Linked DNA regions of Mus musculus: region 2 is linked to region 1. Evidence: chromatin contacts called from public Hi-C data. All regions are on one chromosome and are shown on one strand. Each heading gives the region's core, a stretch centred on a gene start, on an enhancer-like site or on the middle of the called end of the contact. The rest is flanking DNA. Distances are from core to core; before and after follow the strand shown.

The links. A called contact is a pair of places that touch in the nucleus more often than the background predicts.
Region 2: a Hi-C map of embryonic stem cells shows a contact between it and region 1, with 1.7 times the contacts expected there. The contact joins the enhancer-like site here to the promoter of Metap1d in region 1. A contact is called at or near these places in 3 of 39 promoter capture datasets (the 3T3-L1 cell line, cranial neural crest and hematopoietic stem and progenitor cells), 1 of 15 datasets of contacts at CTCF or cohesin (large pre-B cells), 4 of 484 Hi-C or Micro-C datasets (B cells, bone marrow-derived macrophages, embryonic stem cells and 1 more), 2 of 115 datasets of contacts at active chromatin or transcription factors (CD8 T cells and embryonic midbrain) and 3 of 9 other capture datasets (embryonic stem cells, liver and pancreatic islet).

What each region holds. Positions count from the first base shown.
Region 1 is chr2:71,450,917-71,457,086 of GRCm38.p6, reverse strand. Metap1d (methionyl aminopeptidase type 1D (mitochondrial)) reads right to left here and starts at 3,749. Exons shown (of 10, transcript NM_025633.3): 1 at 3,689-3,749. The coding sequence starts at 3,728.
Region 2 is chr2:71,275,925-71,281,668 of GRCm38.p6, reverse strand. Slc25a12 (solute carrier family 25 (mitochondrial carrier, Aralar), member 12) reads left to right here. Exons shown (of 18, transcript NM_172436.4): 15 at 2,015-2,153; 16 at 4,870-5,028; 17 at 5,147-5,237. Among named protein-coding and RNA genes, the nearest start is that of Dync1i2, 67 kb to the right of the region's middle. Within about 2 kb of position 2,743, at least 13 of the 459 cell types and tissues checked have an H3K27ac peak or open chromatin away from gene starts, as enhancers often do. A contact at or near this core is called in embryonic stem cells, where this site is marked.

The sequences.
Region 1 (6,170 bases), core at 2,500-4,999:
CCGACTCAGAATATTGTTTTTGAGACAATGTCTCATTCTGTAACCCCAGGCTAGCCTAGAACTCACTATGTAGTCCATCTCCCTGCCTCCCAAGAGCTAGGATTAAAGGCCTGTGCCACCACCGCTTGGTGCAACAAGATTTCTTAAACGGATTTCTATACAAAGTAAACACTGAAAGAGAAAGAAGAAATGAGGGTGATACAAAGCAACGTGACTTGTGATGGAAGTGACTGTACTGGCTAGTTTTATGTAACCCTGACATGTGCTACCACCTTTTGAGACAGGGGAACCTCAGTTGAAAAAAATATCTCCATATTATCAAGCTAAAGCCAATCTTGTAAGGCATTTCTTAATTAGTGACTGATGGGGGAGGTCCCAGCCCATTGTGGGTGGGGCACCGCTGGGCCAGTCAGTAGTCCTGGGTTCTATAAGAAAGAAGGCCGAGCAAGCCACAGGGAGCAAACCAGTAAACACCACCCCACCACGGCCTCTGCATCAGCTCCTGTCTCCAGGTCCTGCCCTGTTTGCATTTCTGCCCAGACTTCCTTTGATGATGAACAAGGCTGTGAAGGCATAAGTAAGTCAAATAAATCACAGTGAGTTATAGTTCTCTATTTGTCTACAATGCATGAGCTCTCAGATCCTAACAACCCTCTTCTATCACACAGCATAGCAACCAGGCAATGCAGAGGACAGTGAGCCTTTAAGAGAAAACAAATTTAATCACCTCCCAGATTTCTGCTCCGTAAAACCTCCCCAGATGTGGCATTGGAAAGTGAGCCCGTGCACCAGCTGACTGCTTGGCTAAGTCAGAGAACAGAGGTTTGATCTGCAAGCAGCTGGAAAAGAACACAACACTCCACAGAATCTATCAGGCTAAGCTGCTGCAGGCTGCAAGCTGAACTGATTCCAGGGTTTGCAGGGCTGGTACAAGTAGGAGCTCCAGTTCACGTCCAGAGCCAACACACTTCCCTGAGCGAACCTCACCAAGCCTCCCCGACAGCATGCAACTGAGATCCCAGAAAGTCTAGGCTTAGGAGTTAAGAATCATGCCTGTTAACAGAGCAAGAGAGGACAAATCCCATCTAGCTGGCTGCTAGTCTTTGTAAATGAAGTTTTATTAGAACACAGCTATGTTCACTTGTACTTGGCAGAGTTGTGTAATTGTAACAGAGAATATTGCTCACAAAAGTCTAAGATACTATCTGACCTTTACTGAGTTCTACATTGGAGTAAGACCTCTGGTATTTCCCCTAAAAATAAAGGCACCCCCCCAAAAAAAAATCTGTTCTAACAAAGATAACACCAAGTGTGGGAGAACCAAACTACCTGCCTAATACTCAACATATTTTAAAGAAAAAAAATCAACATAATCTCCAAAAGATACCAGTCATTGTGTTACATATATAATTATGTTACATGAGCTGTGAAGCAGGAAAGTGTAGCCAATCAATTATCACCACCATCATCACCACCATCATCAAATAAGACAGACTGTGGGGAAACTCTGATTTCAAGTGTTTAAAATAGCCGTTACGGGGCTAGAGAGATGGTTCCGTGGTTAAAAGCACTTACTGCTCTTCCAGAGGATCTGGCCAGTTGGATTCTCATAACCTGTATCTTATGGCTCACAACTGCCTATAATTTCAGTTCCAGGGGATATGACTCCCTCTGGCCTCCTCAGGTACCTGCACATATGTGGTGCACGTAAACTCAAGATGGATTACATGCATGCACATAAATAAAAAATAAATCTTTTTTTAAAAAGTTGTTATGTTTACTGGGTGTGGCAGCACATGCTTGGAAATGGCAGAAGGACCAGGAATTCAAGCCCGCCCTACACAAGACCCTGTCTCATAAAATAAAATGTAACAATTGTTACAAGAGCATGACTGGGAAATCTGAACAGAGAAACTGACAGAGAAATGCCCAGTATGACGGGTGGTTTACACCACTAATCTCAACACACGGTGGTAGAGGCGGAAGGACCAGGAGTTCAAGGCTACAGGAGATTCTGTCTTAAAACAAATAAATAGCTAAATAGAAATTCTAAAAATAAGTACAATATACAAGACAATGAGTAGGATTCTCAGTCTTTCTGTCTTTCTTTTCTTCCTTCTTTGTTCCTTCCTTCCTTCCTTTTTTTCTTTCTTTCTCCTCTTATGGAGCAGGGGAACCCCAAACCAAGGCTTATGGGTGCTAACCACTGAGCTATACTCCCTAGGCACAGTTTTCAGAGATACATAGGCAAAAGAATCTACAAATAAAGTGATATACCTAGGACATCCTTTAAAATAATACCATCGTGGGAGGCACTGTGGCTGGGGTGGAGAAGTGAGTGTCTCTACACACATGATTTGTGAGCAGACAATGTGTATGCAGAGTTTGCCGCTCTGTTGTGTGTTTGAAATTTCTCCTATGAAGAACATTTCAAAGGCTAAAAAAAGAAAATCTAATCTTCACATGAACAAGTTGTATTAAATGTACAAGATCATTCAAGTGATGAGAAGTTCTGGGTACACACAGAATGACCAGAGTCATCTTTGCCAAAAACCTCTAAGATATGTAGCACTATATTTTGAGTGCTTTGGAAAATATGGGCATTTCATAAAAACTGAATATTTTATTTCACAAAGCCGTGAATCGTGTATGTCATTCTCTGTATGTATTATATTAGATACACATATACACACAAATATAACTACACAAATATATGAGTATCTGATTTCACAAAGGGGGGGCTGTATTGAGCTAAACTGGGCTGGTGAGATGGTTCAGTGGGTAAAGCCTGAACCAAGCCTCATGGTCTGAAAAACAGATAATGGGAGAACTCCCACAAGTTCTCCTATGACCCTGTGACCTTTGTATGCACACCTTGGCACCTGTTTGAGCATACACCAGACAAACAAATATATGTAATTTTAATGTCCTACAACTTGCTTTTTCCAAATATTCCAAATAATATATTTTTGTGGACACCATTCCATGTCAACGTCAAACTTTTTTACACACCCTTAGATACACACAAATAAGTTGGTATCTGACTTCACAAAAGGGGATTGTATTAAGTTAAGCTGGACTGGTGAGATGGCTCGGAAGGTATATAATACGTGCTGAGTATTGCTCTGAAAATATTTACCTCCTAAAACCGTTCCTATGTGCCTGGCACTTAAATTGTATCTAAAGTCGTTGGTGTTCCTTTTTTTTTTTTTCGTCCTTCTTGAACCTATTTTTGAGTTCTTGCTAGCAAAGAATCCGAACCTAGTACTAATTCAACAACGATTCGCCGGAAACGCATCTGTTTGGAATGCCCCTGACATCGTTAGCTCTCCTAAGTCATCATGACTGTCATCACCTTTTACAAGTTTCTCAAAAAGGCATGCCAATCCAACAGCTCTAAACCGAGTGTTCCGGCGCATTTCACCGTCGTCGCTGGTAGATACGTCTGCAACACTAACCACACAAGTAAAGAGAGGGAAGAAAACTTCAGGTAACGACCCACAAATCTCAAGAACTAAGCACTCAAGCAACATGGTAAGAAGAGGACAAACGTGTGTCTGTTTCTGCAGCGTGCCAACGTGTATGGTATACGCGGGTCCGACTGAAAGTACGCACGTGCGTACCAAGCCCACGCGCGGACGTGTCTCTGGGCGCGTAGCCCTGGAGCGGTCGTATGCCGATCGCTTACCTCCACGGACGAGCAGGGGGACGCCGATGGGCGCCGCCATGTTGGCTCCGGTCACGTGGCCAAGAGAGCCTCGCAGCTCCGCCCACTGGAGTAGCCGCGCTCTCAAAGCCCAGAAGCGCTGAAGCAGTGGGAGGCGAGTGCGCGCGCGCGCGTGAGCTGGCTTGCAGGAGCCCGGGCTAGCGAGTGCCTCTGGTGTCGAGGCCAGCAGCTCCGTCTGCGGCCAGCTCGCTTCCACCAGGAGAGGCTGGCTCCGGCCGCAGTTCTCTCTCTGAGCTTCCAGACCCATCAGGGATGGAAGAAAGTCGTCATGTAAGTGTAGCCTCCAGTATTTATAGAATCACCATTTTGGTGCATGGATACGTGAAGTTGGGCGAGAGGAAAAAAAAAACAAACAAACAAACACAATTTAGTGTGCAACAAAGCACTTTCATCGCCTTTCATTCGGTTACAAATCATTTCCAGGCAACTAGTTGAAAAAGTTGGATCAGTTTGATCAGCTTCCCTTTGCAATGTTAGAATATTAATTACTCAGCAGAGACTCCAGAATAGAATAGTTGGGACACCTATGTGGCCCTGTGGGTATCTTCACAGGATTTCTCCTTCCCTGATGACACTTCCTGCTTGGCAGTATTAACTGCTGTTATCCCTAAATTAGATATTTAAAGAATGACGCATGTCAGCTTGCATAGCCCCTATGTCAAGGCAAGTGAGGCAGCCGCTGTACCTTCGATGATACTGTTGCCCGATTTCACCAGGTTCTGTGCCTCTTGCCCTTGTTTTGCGGTGGAGTCCAGACGCTCATGGACCAGGTGTTATCCATCTTGGTAGCTTCCTGTGCTCAACACAGACCATGATACCCCAAGATGTGTATGGTGAAAGAACCCAAACTGTAGTGTAGCAGTTTCTGGACTTTGAATGCAGTCGAGATCGATAAGGATTCCTTGTGAATATGTGGATGTCTTCTCATTGATTTTAAAGAATCCACATGCGGGCTGGAGAGATGGCTCGGCGGTTAAGAACACTTAGGACTCTTCCTGAGTTCAATTCCCAGCAACCACATGGTGGCTCACAACCATCTTTAATAGAACCTGATGCCCTCCTCTTGTGTGTCTGAAGATAGCTACACTGTACTACATATATAAAATAAAAAATAAAAGAGTCCACATGCTCAACTGGCACACCTTTAACCTCAGGAGGCAGAGTTCAACTCATCACAAACCTCAAATCGGAGAACACTTAATCCAAGGGTATTCTTTTTGTTTGAGAATATCATACACACATAGAATGTGTTTTTGTCTAATACACTCCCAGCACCACCACGCGCCCCCATCCTTCTCCTCCAACTCCTGCTCATCCCTTCCACCACATTTCCCTTTCAACTTCATGTGCTTTTATTTTAACACACTGAGTCCATCTACTGCCAGTATGCACATGAATGTAGGGCCATCTACTGGAGCACGGGGATCCTTTCAGGGGCAGAAACCCTGGAGAAAACTGACCACCCTCATCCCCTCAGTAGCTCTGTCAATTGTCAGCTATGAATGGGACTTTGTGTCCTTGTCCCAATCTATGTTGAGATCTCGGCTAGCTAGGTCTTGTGCGTGTAGTGACAGCCATTATGAATCCATGTGTGCCTTGGTCCTGTTTCATCCAGAAAACACTTCCACAGAGGTCACCCTGTACCTCTGGCCCTTAGAATCTTTTCATAGCTCCCCTCTTAGGAGATCATCCCCTGAACCTTGGAGTTAGGGAATGTGTGTGTGTGTGTGTGTGTGTGTGTGTGTGTGTATGTGTGTATGTGTGTGTGTGTGTGTGTGTGTGTGTATGTGTGTATGTGTGTGTGTGTTTGTGTGTGTGTGTGTATGTGTGTGTGTGTGTGTGTGTGTGTGTGTGAGAGAGAGAGAGAGAGAGAGAGAGAGACAGACAGACAGACAGACAGAGAGACAGAGAGAGGGTATAGATAGAGATAGATAAAGAGATAGATATTGATCTAGATAGAGATATATCTCCCATTTAGGGATGAGCACAGTCTATTAATCTTGCACATTGGCCAGTTGTCAGTCTTTATATTAATCTCCATCTACTTCAAAAAGAAGTTTCTCTCAGGAAGATTAAGAAACACACAGATGTATGGGTATAAAGATAAGACCTTAGGGTGCAGCTCAATACCATGTCCATTTAGGAGAGTCAACATGGTGGTTCACCACCTCCATGGGTACTAGGAACACAGTTGGTACATAGACACTGGAAAGTGACATAAAAGGACACATGACATTGACTTCTGGAATGCATACACATGCTTGTGCTTATGTGCATATATACACTGTTCACATAAAAGACTTGCTGGGTGCCAGGTGTGGTGGCACATGCCTTTAATCCCAGTACTCAGGAGGCAGAGGCAGGAGTATTTCTGAATTCGAGGCCAGCCTGGTCTACAGAGTGAGTTCCAGGACAGCCAGGGCTACACAGAGAAACCCTGTCT
Region 2 (5,744 bases), core at 1,494-3,993, 170 kb after region 1:
AGTCATCATGACCATAGTGGGGAAAAAAAAGAAGATAGTAGAATTTGGCAGAATTCAAGTCTTTAAGAAGTTAAGTGGGAGGGTTTGTCAATAATGAATTCCATTAAAAAACAACAACAGTTACTGTACTTTCACAAAACGCCAGTCAACAGATTTCTCCCCTGCCGATATACTTACCACCGTCATTACAGATCAGATGTAATGGAGCAGAAGCCAGTATTTTTCTTTAACTAGGAGAGTATTTCTTTCCGTTCCTTTCCCTGGTAGAAGGGAAAATACAGAAATTTCACCTCTATAGGGGACTGTGTTTCCACAGCATTGAATTTATTTATGGATCCATAACTACTGAAATGTGTAAATTTACCTCTGTAACTGCAAATTAGAAATTAGGAATGTCTAGATTAGAGCTGTAAGCCACAGGGCGCTCCAGAGCCCGGCTGCCAGCCGAGTCTGTCTTTACCAAATGCCTCTGCTCGCTCCTCCCGCCCACCCTCCCTGCCATCCGTTGAGATTCCCTTGGAGAGCAGAATTTGTAAATATTGGTTCTATCTGTATTACCCTGTTAAGAGTCCTTCGGTGTTTTTGTTGTTGTAATAAAAACAGAGCTATAGGAACCCAGTGCTTGGGTATAGCATGTGTCTGATGAGGTAAAGCTTCAGACCTGGGCCGACAGGGGTCGATGGCAATGGTATGGAAGGTCTTCCTGGCCCTCCCCAGGGCCAGGACAGGCTGTGTTGAATGGAACATGCATGGAATGAGCAGGGAACACGGTTGGGTTTTTTCTCTGCCTTCCCAAGAACAGTTTCCCTTCTCCATTGCCTCTGGCTTTCTGCCTGGCGTGGAACTCTCGAGGCTTGGAACTCGTGATTGAGGTTGACTTGGTAATTTGTTAGTTTTGGGGGGTTTGGGAATCAAGTCATTTATACTGGGATCTGATCGAATGCCTCCCCTGTTTCCCCTGCCACTCCGATCCCCACTCAAGCTCCCTGCCCCCACGCCCGGCAAAGCTGAGCAGGTCATGCAAACCTGGGACATCCGAGAGCCCTTATGAATCCTAAATGCTGCCTTGCTTAACATTCAGAAAGTTCCAATTACATATTGACAAGTTGCAGAGACCGGCAGTAGAGCATCCTGAGTTAATGTTGTATTTTGCTTGAAAACACTTAAGAGGATAGATCTCATGTGTGATTACAACAGAAAACAAGTTAATTATTAAATTATTTGTCTTTTTTTAAAAAATTTATTTATTTATTTATTTATTTATTTATTTATTTATTTAATGTATGTGAGCACACTGTAGCTGTACAGATGGTTGTGAACCTTCATGTGGTTGCTGGGAATTGAATTTTTAGGACCTTTGCTTGCTCCAGTCAACCCTGCTCACTCTCGCCAACTCTGATCACTCAGTCCCTGCTCACTCCAGCCCAAAGATTTATTTATTATTATACATAAGTACACTGTAGCTGACTTTAGATGCACCAGAAGAGGGCATCAGATCTCATTACGGTGGTTGTGAGCCACCATGTGGTTGCTGGGATTTGAACTCAGGACCTCAGTGCTCTTACCGCTGAGCCATCTTGCCATCCCATTTATCATTATTTTATGGGCATTGGTGTTTTGCCTGCATGTCTGCCTGTGTGAGGGTGTCAAATCCCCTTGGAACTGGAGTTAACAAATAGTTGTGAGCTACCATGTGGGTGCTGGGGATTGAACCCAGCTCCTCTCTCCAGCCCTGCCACATTAAGTTTTAAGACCCTAAATATAGCATTTCTAGAAATGCTAGAAAGTTCTTTGTTGTTAGAATGCTGCAGCCACCCGGGGTTAGCCTGGATGGATGTCCATTTTCCTTTAGAAAGCTTCCTGCCCCACATGTTTGCTCTGCCTACCCCATCCCACCCCAATTCCCCTCACATCACTTCTAATGCTGTTTGAAGGACATCTGAGCCTGTCACTGATGCCTGCCCGCTTCCCATATTTACACTCTGTTTTGCACTGTTTCCTCACCGCGTGACAGGGTGCCAAAGCCTGTTTCCTCCGAGACATTCCCTTCTCCGCAATCTATTTTCCCGTGTACGCTCACTGCAAACTCCTCCTGGCTGATGAGAACGGACGCGTGGGAGGCATCAATCTCCTGACAGCGGGAGCCTTGGCAGGTAACCACAGATCTTCTTAACCAAAAGAATTCTGCCAAGACGCACCAAACCTCTGACTTGGAGCTTTATTTCTGGAAGTTATTGTTGGGATCCGACTTAGCTGGATATAACCGCCTTTTCTCCTTTGTGGGGATCTGATTCTGATGAGCGTTAATTACATTTGCATAATGTGGATAAACAACTTAATGCAGCTTAGCAACTTGGAGCCAAATTAGATCTGCCCATCTAAATTGGGCTTCCATCATTAGCATGTGTCTTAGCCTCCTGGGCTCCTAAAACCTTGGGTACAGCCAACTAAGGTGGAGAAGTCCTTTGCTAGATCTGCTCTGTTGGGCCAGTGCTGATAAGCAGTCTCTGCCTGCCCTTAGGATTGTCCTGTAGGGTAGTGCGTTCCCACTCTGGCTCAGAAGCTGAGCTTCACGAAACTCTCGCTTCTTGCCACCACAGGTTAGACCAAAGCAGCACCCTGAAGCCCTCAACTCCTTTCTCAGCGTTCAGTTTGGTTAATGGATGCTTAAGTTGCTTACCCCCTCTGCGATAGGCTCAGTGCTTCTGGAGGGTGGGGCTTGCATTACGTCCTTCCTGCCTTCCCTGTGCGGCCAACATAGGAGTAGAGGCTCAGGCAAAAGACACCAGATTAGGCCCAGGAGAGTCTACCAGGGGGAGCAGCCTGGCAGGAAGAACTGACTCAGCAGTAGCTGGGGTGAAAGGGGTTGAATGCGTGTGTGTCCCTGTCCTTCCTTACTCCTGAGTTACCAGGGAACTGACTTGGAACAACAGGGAGCAACCAGGCATCCTTACATTCAGCAGCACAGAGGAGTGACAGCAGAAGGAAACGGTTCATTAGGCTTCCTCACAGCTAGTAACGAACCCACACAAAACTCACAGACTCAGGACTAGGACTAGACTCTGGTCCCTGCTTGGGGTTTATTTTAGATTTATTTACATGTGGGAGGCAGAGACAGGCAGAACTCTGTGAGTTTGAGGTCAGCCGGGTCTATATAGTGATTAGTTCCAGGACAGCCAGGGCTACCTTGTCTCACAACACAAAAAACCAAAAGATTTATTTACTTTTATGTTCATGTTTGCCTGCATGTATGTATGTATGTACACCATGTGCATACCCGTTGCTGAATGAGGCCAAAATTGGGTATCAGATACCCTGGGGCTGGAGTTATAGATGGTTGCAAGCCATGAGGATTCTAGGAATCAAACTTGGGTCCTCTGAAAGAGCAGCCAGTGCTCTTAACCACTGAGGCATCTCTCCAACCCCACTGCTTGGCTCTTAATTACTGAGTTATCTTCTACTACTTGTCCTAAGTATGGTGTGTTAGGAGCCCTGGGTCCTGGCAGTGTTGAGATGAATACACTGTTCTTGTTTATGACAACAGAGGACAACTTAAAAACAAACAAGCAAACAAACCAACAAAGAAAAACAAGAAAACAGGGCTTTGAGCCCTTGTCTGGGGTCCTGCAAATGCCTTGGCCTCCGTCATTTGTGAGCTTGGTTGAATGAAAACAGCCAGTGATGCCGGTTTAACCTGGCACCAAGTCCCCCCCCCCCCCCCCGCCTCGCCACCCTCCCCAGCTCCTTTCTTGTCCTCATTAGACTGTTAGGAAGGGGATAACGGCCAGGCTTCCAGTGGGCAACAAACAGAACCACATAAACAGTTACCAAGTCACACCAGCTTATAGACATTGGACCTATTTTCAGAAAGAGGCGAGTTTTTCTAATTATTACCAGGCATGCTTCGCTAGCAGGTACTGAGAGCATTTGAAGACCTGTCCCAGGAGGCATGCAGCTCACCTGCTTCCCTCTGAGCAGGGTGCTGGGCTGATCCAAGGGACATACTGGCATCATTCTCTCATGGAGCCCCTCAGAGCCCCTCAGAGCCACAAGCTCCATCTGCCTAGCGATGGTGAGACAGTGAGATTTGGGCCAAATTGAATTCCTTCCCCCTGGGGAAGGTCATGCTGCTCTCTCAAGGTCTGTTTTGTTTTATGAACAAAACCTATGCTTGAGAAATCCATCTTCCGTGTCCTGCTGCTGCTGCAGCATCTCAGGTGACCCCAGGGAGCTGTGGCATGTGTGTGTTGGGGAAGGGTGGCCTCTGAATGATCGGTTCCTCTGCTGCTCTTTAACTGGATGCCTGGCCGGCTCTCACTGAGGTTGTAATGACTGCCACACTGACTGTCACATGAGCAGGTCTGAAAGGAGGCTTGCAGCCTCTCCCTTAGCACCTCAGACTGGCAAGTGCTTGATGCTTTTGACCCTCACTCACCCCACAGTGTGGTTGGCAAGGATCAACCAAGACCACGCACGATGCTTTGATGCCACATGCAATCTGTGGTGCATTAAACAGATGTCACAGGAGAAAATACTTGCATCCTATTTAAAGATGAAAAGCCTAAAGGTTGTTAAGGCCGGGAAGGGAACGTGGCGATTCCTACCTACCTCTAGCAGTGCTTCTCTCTCTCATTGTTCTCTGGGATGGGACATTAGAGACATTTCCTTAATTCAGAAAGAAAAACAAAACCTTTCCACCCCAATTCTACTGAAACCAGCAGCCAACCGGCAGGCTTGCTGACACTTCTTTCCACATGCGCCTCCGTATCTGTGTAAGGAGCTCTGAGTACCCCTTGGGTTACAGTTGTGGACTTTCTTATTGGATGTATGAAGTCCTTAGGAGGATTAAATGTGGCTTTCTCCTCAAAGGCGTACCTGCTGCTTCTCTGGTGACCCCTGCTGATGTCATCAAGACAAGACTGCAAGTGGCCGCCAGGGCCGGCCAGACAACATACAGCGGGGTCGTCGACTGTTTCCGAAAGATTCTCCGGGAAGAAGGGCCCTCGGCATTTTGGAAAGGGACTGCAGGTAGATGCTGGGGTGGTCCTCCAGCCTGGCTGTCTGGCTGTCCTGCCCTGACACTCTCAGGTCACCTCGTAACAGCATCCAGGTGTTAAGTGTACCCTACCCTGTCTGTCTTTTCCAGCTCGGGTGTTTCGATCCTCACCTCAGTTTGGTGTCACTCTGGTTACCTACGAGCTTCTGCAGCGGTGGTTTTACATAGATTTTGGAGGCCTGTAAGTACAGCTACTTCTCTTCACAAAGTCACCAAATCCACATACGTGTTTGTTCTGTTTATAGAGCCACTTTGGGAATGCTGAGAAACGGGACACAGTGGGGTTCTTTAAGACCAATGCATGGAAAGCAATGGGCTGTAAAGCCTTCCACATTAAGAGAGGCAAATCACTGTTAGTTGGATTATTTAATATGACCAGAAACAACCTAAGTGTGTACTAGTCACACTCCTGTGATTGCTCCTCATCGTTTTTACATTTAGGAGATCTCATTGCTTCCCATCACTTAGTACCTAGATGTTCACACAGCTAGTTCACACACCGGTTTCCAAGAGAGGTTACCCAACGAGTCAACCATTGTAGAGTGCAGGCCCCAAACTGAGCTGCTCCAAATGCAGCACACAAAGCTTCCCCTGGGGAGACAAGCAGTTGCTTGCTGAGTCTGCAGGGAAGTTGTACCCAAAGCAAGCGAGCAATTATTAACTGTTGGGCAGAAGCCTGGGCACTGCG